2 separate regions of the Sus scrofa genome follow, and region 2 is linked to region 1. A link is a contact called in public HiChIP or PLAC-seq data. All regions are on one chromosome and are shown on one strand. The core of a region is the stretch at or near the end of the contact, and the rest is flanking DNA. Distances in the headings are between cores, read along the strand shown. Region 1 overlaps SMPDL3A (acid sphingomyelinase-like phosphodiesterase 3a). Region 2 has its middle 350 kb from the start of GJA1.

Region 1 (3,596 bases), core at 679-3,178:
TAGATACTGAATTAAAACACAGAAATCATTTGTGAAATTGGGTAATCATTTGTACTTTTTTCCCAAAAAAGTATACTAAAAAATTGAATCCATTTTCTTCACTCTGCTCACTTCTTCTGTACATTGGTGACACAGATCTATTTCTTAAAGACACTGAAGAAGAATGTCATCATTAATTAAAACACTGATTTCCTTTCAAGATGACACCCAAGTCACATTAGTTCCTAATACATATGCCTAATAATGCATGATGAAAACATAAATACATTCAGGGCAAGAAATAAACAAATGACTTCTTTTAACTGAAACTAATTATCCAAAGTATATTTTCAATTTGTGGCAGAGATCAGAATCATCTGTCTGAAAACTACACAGTGGCTTAAGCTAATCTAAATTCTGATTAAAAATTGGTAATCAGCATCCTCGAAAACTTGAAATCTTAGCCATTTGTTTACTTTGGGATGGATGCCAAGATACTGGCATATATAGAATCTTTTATAGAAACATTACTCTAGACTTTCTTCTCTATTTTAAAGGTGGGAAATATGAGCACTAGTGAAATTAGGTGATTAATCCAAGGGCAGCTGGGCTGAATCTCAAGTCTTTCTTCCATCACTCTTAGATCCAATTATTTTTGTACCATGCTATAATCTCAATCCTTTTTGGCTGTGACATGATCGCTGCTGAGAAATTGCTGAGAAATAATGGGAACTGACCACAACCCCAGTTTGGTGGCCTCACCAGAGCAGGAGTACAAGAGGTCTCCAGCCCAGAACACTTTCTTGAGCAGCAATGGGAAGAAATTCCTGGGCTATCCACACAAATATCTCCTTCTGATGTAACAGGTAGGGTCTTGTGTCTGTATTTGTATGTTTATGCAGCTTTGTTTAGGTACATGTTTATGGTGTTTTAATGGAGACATGACACACCCAATTTATTTGTTACTATACGTTCACCAGAATTCAATCTCAGATATGAGTCTCTAGGAGAATTTGTTGTGGGACTTTCAAATTACAGTTGACATTTGTAGTAACTGAGGTGGAAGGATGGCAGGAGAATAAGAGAAAGAAGATTTTCAGATATAAGAGCATAAGCTAGAAAGAGAAAAAATTAACTGTTTAAGGAATACAGGCTGCCCAATTCATCCTAGCTGTACCTATAATAGGATATATTTTAGAAGTTATAGTGCATCTATATCTTTGGCTTTGAAAAAATAGCAGAGATAAAAATAAAATGAAACAAACAAACAAAAACAACGGGAGTTCCTATTGTGGCAAAGTAGAAACGAATCTGACTAGGAACCATGAGGTCGTGGGTTCGATGCCTGGCCTCTCTCACTGGGTTAAGGATTTGGTGCTGCTGTGAGCTATGGTGGAGGTTGCAGACTCAGGTGGATCCCACGTTTCTGTGGCTGTAGGGTAAGCTGGCAGCTGTAGCTCTGACTCAACCTCTAGCCTGGGAACCTCCATATGCCGTGGGTGTGGCCCTAAGAAAGCAAAAAAAAAAAAGAAAGAAAGAAAGAAAGAAAGAAATCCTAAATGGTGTTGGGAAACACAGATCCCATGTCATTGCTTAATGCTACAATAACCACCTCTCCACTTACTGAGGGCTTATCATGTGCAAGTAGCAAACTATGCCCTTTCCTTATAGTATCACTAACTTTCCCTAAGGCTTTTCAAGTTTACAAATGATCAGGGTTGGTTACGTGAATTACTGTCCAAGTTGCTCAAGCTATTAGAAGCAGGGTAGGACAGGTTTTTTTAGTTCTAGTAAATGTGACTCTAAACCCCACATGTTTTTCCATTATGCCAGTCTGCCTGGCACCTAAAGCATATGAAAACATTGTGCTCAACTTCCACATTGTGCACAACTTCCACATTGTGTGTAACTTCCAGCTCCTGGAGACTGTCGGTTCCCGAAACCTCTGCCCTGTGTGGGCTGACATCTCAGTTGTAACAAAAACTGACCACCAGTTGAGAGGCTGACTCACAAAGACTCCCATACTGTTCATCTCAAGACTAGAGGCCCAGGGCCAAGAAGTCAGTTGAAACTTGAGCTTGTCCTAGAATACAACTTTTCAAAGTCACTGTATTCAGGTTAGATTAACCAATATAATCAAAACCCTCATGGAGTTCCCGCTATGGTAAAATGGGATCATATGGTACAATCAGCATCATCTCTGCAGGCCCTGGTCACAGGTTCAATCCCTGGCCTGCCCCAGCAATGGGTTAAGGATCCCGTGTAGCTACAGCTGTGGCTCAGATCTGATCCCTGGCCCGGGAACTCCATGTGCCTCAGGATGGCCAAAAAAAAGGGGAAAAAAAAAAAACCCTCATTAAGCATCCTTTTGATGTGAGATGGAAAAGATATTCTAAACAAAAAGAAAAACATAGGCAACGACAAGCATGAAAGTAAATACCATGTTCAGGAAACATTAATAGGTCAGTCTGGCAAGAGCAAAGGATGTGTGTGAGAGGAAATTTGTTTAGCTGAACCCAAAAGACCCAGGATGTGGGCTCTGCCACTAAATAAGTGACCATGAGCACTTGAACTAGCAACTTCATATTTCTGGGCTTCAGTTTTCTCATTTGTAAAATGATGAGTTGATCTAGATTAGGGAATCAGAAAACTTTTTCTATAAAAGATCAAATAAACACTTCAGGCTTTGGGGCCATACAGTCACTGTGGCAACCATCCTATTCTGCCATTACAGTGCAAAAGCAGCCACAGGCAAAGCAGAAAGAATAGCCACAGCTGTGTCCCAATAAAACTTTATTTACAAAAACAAGTGTCAGGGCACATTTGGACTACAGGCCATGGTTTGCCAAGCCCTGCACAAAACAATAGTCTCTAAGATTTCCTGAATACGTACAAATCTAAGATTCTACACTACGATAGCAGATTCCTGAAACCAGGGCTGGTATCCAACTGTTTGTAATACACAGTCTGCTTAATAAACAGCTGTTCTAGTAGGGTGAAGCCTGGGTTCTCTCAAGCCTTAAATATTCTGAACGCAATCTCTACCTTGAATTACATCTTGAACATTGGTTCTTATGATAATTTGCTATGCTTTTGTTTTTAATCACAATCTAGCTTAGATCAGAGTATGGGTAGCATAGTATACCCAATAGAAATTCTGACAAATTGTAAACACTTGTTAACATTAACCTTTTTTACTAACCTGAACATGGAAATTCAAATGAACAAAATTATTCAAAAGAAAGGAGAAACTGAGGAAGAATATAAAGGAAATCCAGAATTAATAAACCACAAACTGGATAACTGGCTTCCGAAAACTCACTAGGGACCTAACTTTGTATCAACTATTAACAGTCACTTTCAAGTCCCCAAAGCACATGTCTTTCCTTCCTCAATGGTCAGCAGTAAGAGCATACTCTGCCTCCGTGAGGCCCCTCCCTGACCCTGTTATCAGCTAGTTATAAGCATAATTTTAAGTCTACTGATGGGCAAAATCTTTTAAGCATTTCTGTAAGTTGTGGTCAAATTTACCTGTGGCCAGTAGTCATGATTACCCAGTGCAGGGAAAACCTGGAGATCTGGAAAGAGCCTCTGGACAGTGGTTGTCATATTAGCAA
Region 2 (3,596 bases), core at 424-2,923, 800 kb after region 1:
CTTGTGACCTTCGAATGGGATCCCAGGAAGAGCTCCTCCTCAGAAACCACTTCACAGGGTACAGTACTTCCAGGGAATAAGTTTTCCAGTAAAGCGTATTTACCTGATTGCACCTGAGAGGCCATTACCACAGTCTGAAAGTTAAGTCCCACTTGTGCTGCCTATGTCACAGACTTCTCCCGAACCCTTCAACCATCACCATGTTTCTCTTCAACAAGATTGTGTGAGCTCCCTTCTCCCAGCCAAGGACATTTGAACCCCAAAGAAATTCCTCAGCCCTTGAAAGAAATAGAAGGATCTCTTCAGCAGGATTTCTAGATCTGTGCTCTGGTGCCAGACCAAAAAAAAAAAAAAAAAGTTAAACCTTGGAATTACAGTGGTGTGTGGTTTCTGAGAAAAACCCCATGTGCTGAAATTCATTAATTTGAGTACTTAGCACATTTACTGTCACGCTATTTCCTAACCGGTAGAAAAATATTTCAATATTAAATAAAAGTGTGGCTGCATTGATATGTGCCTCAGAGTATAAGCCCTGGTTTACTCTATCTAAGACAAAGAAACTCAGCACTCCAAAGAGGAAAAAACTTTCATAAACCCAACAAAGAGATTGTAAATAAAAATTTAAACATCTGTACATGCATAGACCCACACACAAAATGCGTGTCAATACACACACACACACACACACACACACAAAACTGATCCTGCTTTAAATGTATGAAGTATTTCTGAATGTGGAAATCTCTTTCTTTTCACAGACTTGCAGTTTTTCAGTCCCAGTGGTAGAGGTTCTCCGTGCCGAGGGGAGTACGCGTCTTTGCAGCATGAAAGACTCTTTGTACTGTGTTCTTGTGCTACTTTTCCATTCAGTATGGAGCAGAATACCACAGTTATTCTCCACACTATCACAAATAAAAGCAAAGCAAATGGTGCTTTATAAAATTGGTACAATTTGTAGAAAGGGAAAGGGGAATTTGTAATAATTTTACATTACAATATTATGAATTTTTTTTTATTTAGAGAGAATTCAAGGTCATGTCTTCTAAAATAATGAGGGTTTCTGTGAATGTTAATGACATCCTTTGAGATCTTCTACCTGGAATTAAGTGCAGTCCCATAATTCTTTGGGGAGCCCCAGACCACTCTGGAAAGCCTCCAGGGTGCATGAGTATTCAGGCCTACAGCAGGGAAAAAGACATCTATCTCTTGCTCGCCAACACACTCTGTTGGGCCACAGTATCATGATGTGCCTTGAGGGAATCTTGTCACTCCTGCTCTCAGTCCATTTGGTAGAGGTGAGGCTAACCTTGGACCCTGGTGCTGGAAGTGAGCTCATGACCCCAAGCCAAACTGATAATATCCAATCTCAGGACCTTAACTGGAATTTTTGTAAAGGAAATTCTTCCTCTAAAGCTGTCCTGGTGGTAAAACATAAGTCTCAAATTTTTGGTGAACACATTCATCATAACTTTAGAAAAGCCCTGGAATGAAGCCAGCCCTTAAGAAAGAAAGCAGAGTCAAAGATGTTGATGTTGACATGGAGATGTGCTGTGTAGGTTTCTCTTCAGGGAAGGACTGGATGCCCAGCTGCGGGGAGTGTGGCCATCCGATGGCCTCTAGCCATCAGCTTCTTCAGAGTCTGCCTCATCTGACAGAGTTGCCTCACCTGAGGACATGCCCTTATGATTCAGCCCACATTAGTGACTGTGCAACATTATCAAGACCAGCCATTTTGACCAGTCTTGGGAAAGACCTCATGGTCAATGCAGAATATTAACTCAGGGGGTTGGTTGAGGTTTAGCAGGACCTGCATCATGGTTTCACTTCTCCCTTTGCCTTTCCCATCACAGGTAACAGCTTGCACTCTGAGCTCCATCTTAGCCTCTGCTTCTGGAGGGCTCTACCTGTGGTAGGTAGAGGAAAACAGATGACTGATAAATTATTTGGGAAAGTAGTTATGGCTGAAATAAATTCTCTCTCCATACTTCTAATAGATTGTGTCAGTTAAGTCTCTAGCAATTGCAAGGTTCTTGACAAAACAGGCTCTATATACTATAGCACAAAGCTTTCATGGGAAATTCTGATAAATATCTGGTTGTATCTCGGTATCTTCTGCTTTTGCATTTCTAGCTATCAACTCTCTCACTCTCCTCAAATAAACCTGGTAACCCATCTTAATCTCAGGTCTATGAGAAATGAAATCTTGCCACCCAAATTACTGATGGCTATATAAATAATTAATGAAAGAAGGAGGACTTGAATCTAGAAATGTCTTCTTTCAAAGCCTATTGTAGACAGCAAGGAAAAGGCATATTTAGGAAAGAGAAGTGAGTGTGATTCTAAGGTAAGGAACAACTGTGTCCAGGTATAGGGAGCCAAGAAAGGCAGAGGGGGAGGAAATGAGATTATGAGCTAATATTTACCCCTAATTTATATTTACTTCCGTCTGTAGCTTTTTGTCTATGTTGTCCCACTTTGTCCTATAGGGCTCCCATTCTATTAAGTACAGACTTTATAGTTTCTCCAAACATTTTCTCACCTCTTGTTCTATTAAAATCCTCCCTATTTAATGATAACACAGTGCTATTCTCTGCTGTCTCCTAGATAGTCTTCACTTCAGTACCACCCTTATACCTTGTCAGGAGATGCCTCTACTCACAGAACTAGCTGTTAGGACCCCACTGGGCTGTTGCTCAGCTTTCTTTCTCCCAGTGGCATGAGGAATCTATAGGACCAAGCCACAGGCTTTTGCTTACCCTTCCAGAGTACACTCCAGACACCAGAGAATTTCATGTTCCCTACATAGGCCACTTCCTTTGGCTAGACTCCAAAAATGCTGACCACACGACTGGTGTGTACAACTCTAGATCCAAGGGGTGGAGCAGCCAGGAAGTGGTTGTCTGTGCAGAGTGAGGGCAGAGATTGCAAAAGTGGGCTGCTAGTGGAAAGGAAAAACAAGGGGGTGTGCTGTGTACCAGAAGTCAGCCCTGAACTCTAAGGAATTCCAGGATTCTAAACTGGAAACAACTCAAGAGGTGAAGGGTAACTTTTTCCCCATTATTCTTTGTTTCTTCTTCTAAATCATCAAATTGTCCTGCTCTTTCCATCTCTAGTCATTTGACATCTCAGAATTACAGAAAATCAGTAAAATCATCACTGTAAATTCTCCTGAGGGGAAGTGTAGGTCTAAGGGACCCTCACTCTGTAATCCATGACATGAATCTGAGCGTAACTTTGCTACTAACTGGAACATTTACTGCTTTCCTTTCTCCTCATGCAACTCAACAGAGTGACTGTTGAGTACCAGGTACATTACTGAGAACCTACAGTGTCTGACATTGAGAATTCAAATGATTAGGACTTGTTTTCTGCTCTTAAGGAGTTTGTAACATAGTGTGTATAGGATGTCTTTGTATGTGTGTGACACAACCTATAAAAATGATTGTAATAATATGTAACTATAAATGACTGATGATTCATTAACCATGATTTTTTAATAATTTGGGGGAGGTAGGTAGGAAGGACCAGCAGGGGGAAGAATTGGCTCTGAATGGTTTCAGAGAAATGGTGCAGGGTTTAAAACGACCTGTGTACTC

Evidence for each region. HiChIP or PLAC-seq counts read pairs in DNA pulled down with a chosen protein or histone mark.
Region 2: an H3K27ac HiChIP or PLAC-seq map of alveolar macrophages shows a contact between it and region 1. The contact joins two enhancer-like sites. A contact is called at or near these places in 1 of 47 Hi-C or Micro-C datasets (embryonic fibroblasts) and 1 of 2 datasets of contacts at active chromatin or transcription factors (alveolar macrophages).

The regions. Positions count from the first base shown.
Region 1 is chr1:39,857,808-39,861,403 of Sscrofa11.1, forward strand. It overlaps SMPDL3A (acid sphingomyelinase-like phosphodiesterase 3a), which reads right to left. Exons shown (of 8, transcript XM_003480256.4): 3 at 3,511-3,596. Among named protein-coding and RNA genes, the nearest start is that of SMPDL3A, 9.6 kb to the right of the region's middle. Within about 2 kb of position 1,929, at least 2 of the 83 cell types and tissues checked have an H3K27ac peak or open chromatin away from gene starts, as enhancers often do. A contact at or near this core is called in alveolar macrophages, where this site is marked.
Region 2 is chr1:40,653,303-40,656,898 of Sscrofa11.1, forward strand. No RefSeq gene overlaps it. Among named protein-coding and RNA genes, the nearest start is that of GJA1, 350 kb to the right of the region's middle. Within about 2 kb of position 1,674, at least 7 of the 83 cell types and tissues checked have an H3K27ac peak or open chromatin away from gene starts, as enhancers often do. A contact at or near this core is called in alveolar macrophages, where this site is marked.